Linked DNA regions of Gossypium hirsutum: region 1 is linked to region 2. The links are chromatin contacts, called in public Hi-C maps. All regions are on one chromosome and are shown on one strand. Each heading gives the region's core, a stretch centred on a gene start, on an enhancer-like site or on the middle of the called end of the contact. The rest is flanking DNA. Distances are from core to core; before and after follow the strand shown. Region 1 holds the start of LOC107912063 (protein BONZAI 1). Region 2 has its middle 12 kb from the start of LOC107923948.

Region 1 (4,377 bases), core at 1,347-3,846, 62 kb after region 2:
TCCTCAATTTCTTGACTTAATAAATCTTTATAAAACACAAATTACTAATTCAAAAATCTCTCAAAAATCACATTTGGCTCACAATTATTAAATAAATAAATTTATGAGTTTATTTTCCGAATGTAGTGGTCTCGAACAACTATTTTCGACATCATTGAAAGTCGGCTATTACAAATGAGGTACTGGGTACCACTTTACTTCGGCTAGGCCGATAAGACACTGGGTGCCAACTTTACTTCGAACTATCCGATGAGTCACTGGGTGCCATTCTAGTGTGTTTGGTTGGATCCGTGTATCCGCCAAAGTCCGGGTCTATTAATAGAGTGAAAAATTGAAATGAGAAATTTAAATTGTGGATTGAAATTGAGATTGAAAATGAAAGGCATGAACTAAACGTTGATGTAGTGAAGAAAATTGAAGTCTATGATATTTGATTGAAACTGATAAATAGTTGATATTGTGTTACTATTATTAACGAATGAAGTTTAAGAATGAGTTAATATTTGAGAAAATTCAAATTTTATATGTTTAATATTTATATTTCATTATTGTTATTATAGTTTGAATTATAGTAATACCACTGAGTATGTCTATACTCAGCGTATGGTTATTTTCTGTGCGTAAGTCAGTAAGAGTCAAAATCTAGTCCAGCATCCGAACCAATCCTGATTTCAGCAACCTTGGTGATGTATATTTTATTTTGGTATATGTGGCATGCACCTAGGTTGTATTTTGAGTTAATATGGTTTTGGATTGTAAGGATAATATGTGATGATTTAACTTGGTAAATGAAAAATTAAATAAATGAAATGGTATATATAACATTATGTTTGAATTGATAATTGAATAGAACTTTTAATTTAATTTGAATAATGGTATGAATGATCATATAGTAAATTCTAGTACTAATCTTGGTATGTTTTAGATGTTTACATGTATGAATTGAATTGGTTATATCATTGATATTGGATTGGTTTCGGTTTGAAATTGCAGGGAAGTTTAGATGTATATAAATGAGGTTATATTGAGCTAATTTTTTTAAAACATTTATGAAAATTCTCCGAGCACTTGGATAAGTCCCAATCCATTTCTAATACGTGTTTTGGGCCTCAATGGTCCATTATAGGGACTTAAGGATTAAATTTATATTTTGTATGTTAACTATTTGTGAGTTATTCGTAATTTGTTCGATATGTTAATGTTCTGTAACCCTGTTCAAGTGACGGTATAAAATTTGGGGGTGTTACTGAAAGTGCACTGTCACATTCTAATTCTACTTGGCTGAGTCCTTTCTCCCATGTCATGCTTACACCTTCATGTATTGCATGTACTTCAATCCGGAAAATTGATTCCTTTTACTCACCACTGTAAAAAAACCCACATAATTTAACGTTTTAATTGGGTTTTAATTTAATTATTCTGACAGTTTAATTATCTATTTGGTTTGTGTTGATTTGAGTGTTAATAATTTATAATTTTAAATTACATTTTATGCAGATAATACTTTAATAATAAATTATATAATATTAATGAAAAAATTAAAATATATAATGATTAGTTATCTCGATAGAGTAAAACATTTTTATTATCAAATTATGTTTTTACACGTTAAAGTTGGAAATATTAAAATATTCATGAAGTTTTTTTATACAATTAAATACTTATGAGATGAAAAATCTGAATTATAATACACATTTTAATTGCTTTAACCGTTAAAACATTTGCATAAAAAAACAATATAAAATAAAACAAATTAAAAATTCAAAACTCCAACTATATATAGACTATTTACTACTCCCCCCTCTTATTGGTGGGATTGACTTGATGAAAAATGGTGGGGTCAGCACTCTCGAGCAGTTGTGCCACCTTTCCCCCCTGCAGCCCGCATCATTACCATGAATGCCATGCCATTAACAAACAATGCTGACTTCTAAATTTTATATATAAAATATTTGAGAGGAATCATGTAAAATTAAAATCGTCTTATATAACTTTATAATTAATATTTTAATTATTAAATTATTGATTTTATTAATATAATTATACTTAATTTTTGAGTAGATCAGATATATCTATTATATCGATATAAAATATTATTTATATTAATATATATTTAACTATTGAAATTTGTTAATTAAAATAAATAATTTACTTTAAACATGAAATGCATAATTTATATAAATGTATAGTATTTAATATTTTAAAAATAAATTTGGTTTTTTTAATGTTGGTTAATTTCTAAATAAAATCTGGTGTTTTCACGAATATTACATTGACAAAAATTGATAAAATTGAGAGGCCCATTTATGATATAAACCCTATTTTAAATATTCAATCATATCTTACGTTGAAGGGATCAACTTAAATCGACGAGACCTTACTTACTTTATATAATCTATAAGTCATTTTATAATTATTCTTTGTGTAGATATTAAATTTAAAAAAGATGCTAAACACAAGACAGCGTGTCCATGTACTTATTATAAGCTGTCAAGAACCCTTTTTTTTTTTAAAAAGAAGTTGTCTTTTGAATGCTTTGATATCAAGGAAATTCCAATCCAATTCTTTAAGCAAACTCATATCTTCTATGCTCATTGATTCATTGCTTACGAGGTTGATTCTTTAACACTTTTATATCATTTTCTTCTTTTAATTTATTTTTTCTTCTATTTTGCATGTATTTTTATATTCAACTTATTTATCAAATTGTATTTCCTATTCGCAATAAATAATTTTATATTTAAATCTCAGGCTAAAGTAGTTAAAAGAATTTTTTAATTAGCTAAATGAGTCAGATTTTTTTTTTTAAATTTCAAGGATAAATTGTTTTTAGAGAATGTGTGATTTTTTGAAAATTTTATAGAAATCGCGTCTAATTAAGTGTACTTTCCTTGATATGTTATCAAAAAATTCACCAACTGAAGTGTTTTCACATACTCTCTAAAAAAAATCAATAAACAGTTTTTTGACATATTTAATTAATTTAGCATAAATTTTACCGATAATTCATAATAATGACTAATAAACACGTTGAACTTTTTAAGTGATTTGAAATCACAAAATTTTTTTTCTTTTAAGTTAAAAATAATATATTGGCATAAATATATAAAATGATTTAAAAATATATTATATAGTTATATAATTTATGTATATAACATAAAATATAAAAATAAAGTTGCTCTATAGGTATAACTAACCTAAAACGCGTTTTCTGTTTATTTTGGAAAAAGAAAGAATGTGGGCTATTTGCCCATTTCCAGACATTGTCTAAGAACTTGAAAGAAGCTAAGTATTTTACTTTAGTCTCCATAATTTTTAATTTTCAATTTATAAAAAAAAAACCAGTTCAGCCCCCCCTCTCTCTTTTTCACTTTTGAATTATTTTCTTCTTTTTTTCCATTGTTTTTTTTTCTTTTTTCGGTTCATGCATAGGCATCATTTATCGAGTTGAGAAAACAGAGCTAGTGAGTATAGTTAGCGATGGGAAATTGCTGCTCGGACGTTGGCGGCGGGATGACGGCTATAGGTGGCACCGCCCCGTCGACTTCCACTAGCAACCAAAACGACGCTGCTGATTGGTATTTCAAGTCTCATGGCATACACGGCATCTTCTCTCAGATCGAGGTCCTTTTTTCTTTCTTTTTTTTTTGTCAGTTACTTCTGTGATGATGAATAGAGTGCCTAGTTTTTGCTTAGAATATAAGGTCCAATCTACTTTGTTACCGAGTAGATGATTGGCTAATTGATTTACCGAGTAGGAAATTTTGGGTATTGTAGTATTTAAATTTGGAGTTCTTGATTTTGATAGTGTTGAATAGATAAGCTGGTTTCTGATTCATTTTCTCTAAATTTTGAGCTTTTCTTCTTCATCATCATCTTCTTTGCGAACTGTCTACTGTTCATTGACTTTTCTGCGCAATGTTTTGCAGTTATCGTTTTCTGCTACGAGTTTGCGAGACCGGGATGTGTTCTCCAAGGTATGTAAGTATATGAATGAACTGCAAAACTGACGCTAACTCTACAAGCAATGATGTAGTTAAGAAATTCAGTGCCTTAATTTTGCTGTACCATATTTGACCTTGTTGTTGAAATTAACATTATGTGAAAAAAAAAAAAGTCAGTAAATATTTTTCGAAAAAAAGTTCTTAATTCTAAGCTTAAGGGGCAACACGATGATATTGTATTAGTTGATAGCTGGTATTAGAATTTTTGGAGGGTGTTTTCTATGTGCGCTGACTTAATGATGCCTTTGAATAAATGGAATTAGGAAATAAGGTTCGAGGAGTGGGAAGTGGGGAGTTGAAGGCAAGAAGTCTCATTGTATGGAGAAAGTCTGTCACTAAACCTAGACTTAGATGCCATATAGATAGGTTAGAA
Region 2 (4,843 bases), core at 764-3,263:
AAAAGAAATTGTAGCCATGGTATTATTATTATTATACTAACGTGACCAATTGGTCCACACTCTCCTATCCCCATCTCCCTTAAGAGCCACTCTCGTGCGTACCAATTCACTTGATATGGCTCAATTGGTGATACTTTCCCCCCTATCAACCTACACATTCCTATATTATTTGCCTTACCTTCTGCCTTGCCCTTTTTCTTTCTCACTTTGATAAAGGGATGAAAAAAGAAAAATAATGGCAAGACCTTATAATTGAGTAGAAACTTTTTTATATTTGATGCATTGATATTGTATATAATTCTATGCATAGTTTGTGAATCAAAGATACACCAACAAAAAAAAAAAGTTAGAACTATATTCATCATGTTGATGTCAATTTTGAGAGAAAGAGAGGTTGAAATGAGTAAATGGTGAGTGATGTACGAAAAGAAAAAATTGAATAAAAAGACATTGAGATTTAATCCTCGAAATATCCTTAGGATGATTAAATTACTAAAGTTGCAAATGGAAGATAATATAGAATAAGGTTGTAGAGTAACAAGGTGTGTGCAAACCTCACTTGTGACGTGCATGGGAATTTATATGCTTTTGTGTCCTATGTTTAATAACCCTTAGATATTTTTATTTGTCTAGACTTGAACATGTGTTTACTTCTTTAAATCTGAATACGGGTAAGTAAAACTCGATTCGATTCGAAAAAAAATTCAAATTTCGAGTTATTCGAATTATTCGAGTAAACTCAAATAAAAAATTTCAGATTTCGAGTTCGAGTTGAGTTGAATTTTTACAATTAGAATAATTTGAATAACAGATTAGTATAATTACCGTTTTGGTCCCTATTAATTTTGAAAATAAGAAAATAAGTCTCTCTCTTAACAAAAATTACAAAAAAAAAAAATCAAATTAATTTTCAAAATTTTAAAATAATTTTAAAATTTTAAAATATTTATAGAAATTCTAATATTATATTTTTTAAAAAGTTATAAATTTAAAAAAACTAAAAAATATATTAAAAAATCTAATAAAATAATAATTTTAGAATATAAATAAGTGATTAATGATTCAAGTTTATCATACTAAAATATCTTCTTCTTTTTATTATTATTTTGCTTTAAAAAGTTCTCAAATATATATTGTCTCAATTTTTTGTATTGTAACATGGAAATAGTTATATTGTACAAGATTTTAATTTAACATTATTAATTTTTCTCATTTAACTCAAACGGTTTCACTCGATTCAATCGGATGCTCACCCCTAATTCGAGTTACCCGAAAATCTAAATAAAAAAGACAAAACTACATTGTTTTGATAAATGTTTACATTTTCTAAAGTTAAAAGTCAAAACTCTCAAGTTAAAAGGCAAAACTACGTTGCTTTGATAAATATTTACCCATTAGTCTTACTTTCCTTCCCGAATCGCCCCACTCACCTTTTTTCCTTTACTCAAAATCAATCTAAAAGCTTGTACTTTGTCTAGTTGTAAAATAATCGGTCCATGTAAATGGATCATTAAGTATAAATAATAAGATTCGTTAATTCAACTTGAAATTTTTTGACTTGTTTTGACTCGATTTGAAAAAAATTTAATTTGAATTCGGTTGCTAAAATAGGATTTGTCAATTTGACTAACTCGAAATTTTTTAACTCGATTCGACTCGACTTGATCTAATACTCACCCTTAAATCTGAGCCCATAAAATGTTAAATATTAAGACATTTAATTTTAATTTTATTCATATATATATTTTATTTGAATATAAATTAATGCATTGAAGGTTAACCCATGATAAATTAGCACTACATGTGATACGGGTTAAAAGGGAAATAATAAAAGATTATTGGAGCATTCTCTCAATATTATATAAAATAATAGTTGGAGGCAATAAATGCATATCCTCTATATAAATGTTTCAGTTAAACCCACTAACTAAAAAGGTTTGAGTTGGGACATTATGAGACCCATGGGCATTTCCACTATATCAGTCCGAAAACACGAGCCAAGAAAACCCCGAAATTATGGGCTTTAGCGAAATATGTTGTTGGGTATTCTTTGTTGCATTCAGATGTAGATTAGTGGTTCAACCGGACAGTTGGATTAATGCTTGAACCGATTTATTATTAATTGAATTATTTGAAATATAAAAATCTTAATGCATTATTGGATCGATTAACTGAATTAATCAAAATTTATATATATTTTTATATTTTTTTTAAAGTTTAAAAAATTTTAAATAGAGGTTGAAACAACAAATAAGATATTAAAAACACTACATAATTCTTAAAAGTTAACAACCAAAGAAAAATTTAAAAATTATATATAATATATATTTTTTATTTTGATTAATTGGTTAATTTGGTCAATTTTCTCATTTTGAACCGAATTAATTGATAACTGAAATTTCAAAAAATCATTAACCAACCTCCAACCGAATTAAATTCGGCCACCAATTAATTAATCGAATTAGACCAATTCAATCGGTTAATTTGATTTTAATCGAACCATAATTATATTGTTTGGTGTATTAATTAAAATTAAATACGTAATATAATTTTAAATGAAATACAATAAAATAAAAAATAATAAAATTTATTTTCTATTAAGTGATAACTAAGTTCTTATCTATTTAAAAATTTTCACATTTTTTTTATAAGAGAAAAATTATCTAACAACTTTTATTTGCGAGTTATCGAACATGTTTAAAAAATTAAATTGTCAAAAATATTAATTTTGAGTTTAATTTTTTATCACTTTATCAAACATGGCTTTAATTTCAATTTATTTTAGGATTTTAATTGAGTTTTGTTTAGATTAATTTTATTTTATTGTATATAGATAGTCCTTGATGAATCTTTAAATTTTTAAGGGTTTGAAGGAAAAAATTATGAAAGTTCAAATCATACATTTGGAAAATTATGTTTAATTATTTCTCCTCTCTGTTTAAAATTTTAATTATGTTAGTCTTGCATTTTACTTTTTTAAATATTTTTAAAATATGAATTTATATTTCATATTTAATTAATTATTTAAATTACGAGCATGCAGAGTTCCTCATAATAAATTTAATGGATCCATGAATACGGTGAATTTTTATTCTCCAATTTCGTTTGAGAAGGCAACTAGTTAAACGTAATTCAACCTATTTACTAAAAGTAGCTCCACCAGCTAGCAGAGTCTCCACTGAAAGTGTAATGACCCAAAATTTACGGGCATCGAAAAAAGTACATTATAGGGCCTTGGTCTCAGTAAACCAAACCCGTAAATAATTATTAGAAATATCTATGAGTCTAGTAGTGTGTCTAATTAGGTTTTAATTAGGTGAATTTAGCTTAATTAAGAGTAATTAGGAAAAATAACTAAATTGAATAAGGGACAAAATTTGAATTATAGATTAATAAAAAGAAAGGGGGACCAAAATGGAAAATATGCCATTTGATATAATTGAGGTGGCAACTAGATTGAAAAAATCTGAGATTTTTCTTAGGTATATATAGAGGTGTTCATGGGCCGAGCAACCCGGCCTGGCCCGAAGGCCGACCTGAAATGTGGGAGGGTTTGAGAAAAAATATATGCCCGAAAAATGGGCTTGGACAAAAAAATAAGGCCCATTTAAAAAATGGGCTAGGCCTCGGTAAGGAATTTTTAGCCCGGCCCAAATTTACTAAACGACAAAAAAATCTGCATTTTTTTATTTTTAAATATTATTTTCTTATTGTTTTCTCTCTATTTTGCTACTATTTTGTTGTTATTGTTTGGATATTGTATAAAATTTATTTTATTGTTAATTTTGTTATTACTTTAAAGACATTTGTTAATTATTTTATTATTATTTTAGAGGCATTTGTTTGTTAAGTTGTATCTATCTTAGTATTATTTAAGTCTACGTATTTTTTAAAATTTATTTTTAATTTGTTGGGAAATATTTATTTTGATGTTTTTAGTATTTTTGATGTATTATATATATTTAAAAATAATATAAAATAATATAAAAATTAATACGGGTAGGCTTGGCGAGCCCAAGTTTTAGTATTTTTATCCGGATCAGACTTGGGCAAAATTTTAGGTTCGGCCAGGCCCGAGCCCAATAAATGGGCATGATTTTTTAGTTGAGCCTGGCGTGGCTCATGAACACCTCTAGATATATATTATATATATTATTATTAATTGAAATTAAATAAATACAAAAGTATGGTAATAAAAATATACATGTGTAAAAATTATATTTGTACAATTGTAATTTACATACATAATTTACTTACAATTTAAGTATAAAGATATTTTATGATTATTAATTATATTAAAAGATTTTTATATGATAAATAAATTAAATTCATGATAAGTGGATGGTGATGATGATATACAAATGTAACAATGTATAAATCTACATTTGTAACATATGTATTTGTGTATTAAATAGATACTTATTATATTTATTATTATTTAATTGATATTATAGTATTAAATTAATGAATAAATTAATAAGTTGTCAAATGTAAGGTGTTAGTAAAATACAAGTGTGATCAATTATGTACATACAATTATAATATTTTTTATTTAATTACTTTTTTATTTAAGTAAATAAATATTTATTATTTATTAATATTATATTATTATATGATGAAATAGATTAGATCAAGACAAATGTAGAGTGGAGATAATGTATAATTGTAACATATATATTTGCTATCAAATAGATATTTATAAATTAAGTAGTTAATATATATATTAAGTTATAACTATAAAGAAAATAAGAAAAAGAAACAAAAAAGGAAATAAAACATAGAAAGAAATTGAGAAAGCCATTCGAGAGTGGGAAAGGAAAGAAAGAAAGAAAAAAAAGAAGAA

What was found. A called contact is a pair of places that touch in the nucleus more often than the background predicts.
Region 1: a contact with region 2 is called in a Hi-C map of leaf, with 6 times the contacts expected there. The contact joins the promoter of LOC107912063 here to the enhancer-like site in region 2. A contact is called at or near these places in 4 of 34 Hi-C or Micro-C datasets (callus and leaf).

Annotation. Positions count from the first base shown.
Region 1 is chrA11:3,880,684-3,885,060 of Gossypium_hirsutum_v2.1, forward strand. LOC107912063 (protein BONZAI 1) reads left to right here and starts at 2,597. Exons shown (of 16, transcript XM_016840105.2): 1 at 2,597-3,624; 2 at 3,930-3,977. The coding sequence starts at 3,481.
Region 2 is chrA11:3,819,443-3,824,285 of Gossypium_hirsutum_v2.1, forward strand. No RefSeq gene overlaps it. Among protein-coding and RNA genes, the nearest start is that of LOC107923948, 12 kb to the left of the region's middle. Within about 2 kb of position 2,014, at least 2 of the 9 cell types and tissues checked have an H3K27ac peak or open chromatin away from gene starts, as enhancers often do. A contact at or near this core is called in leaf, where this site is marked.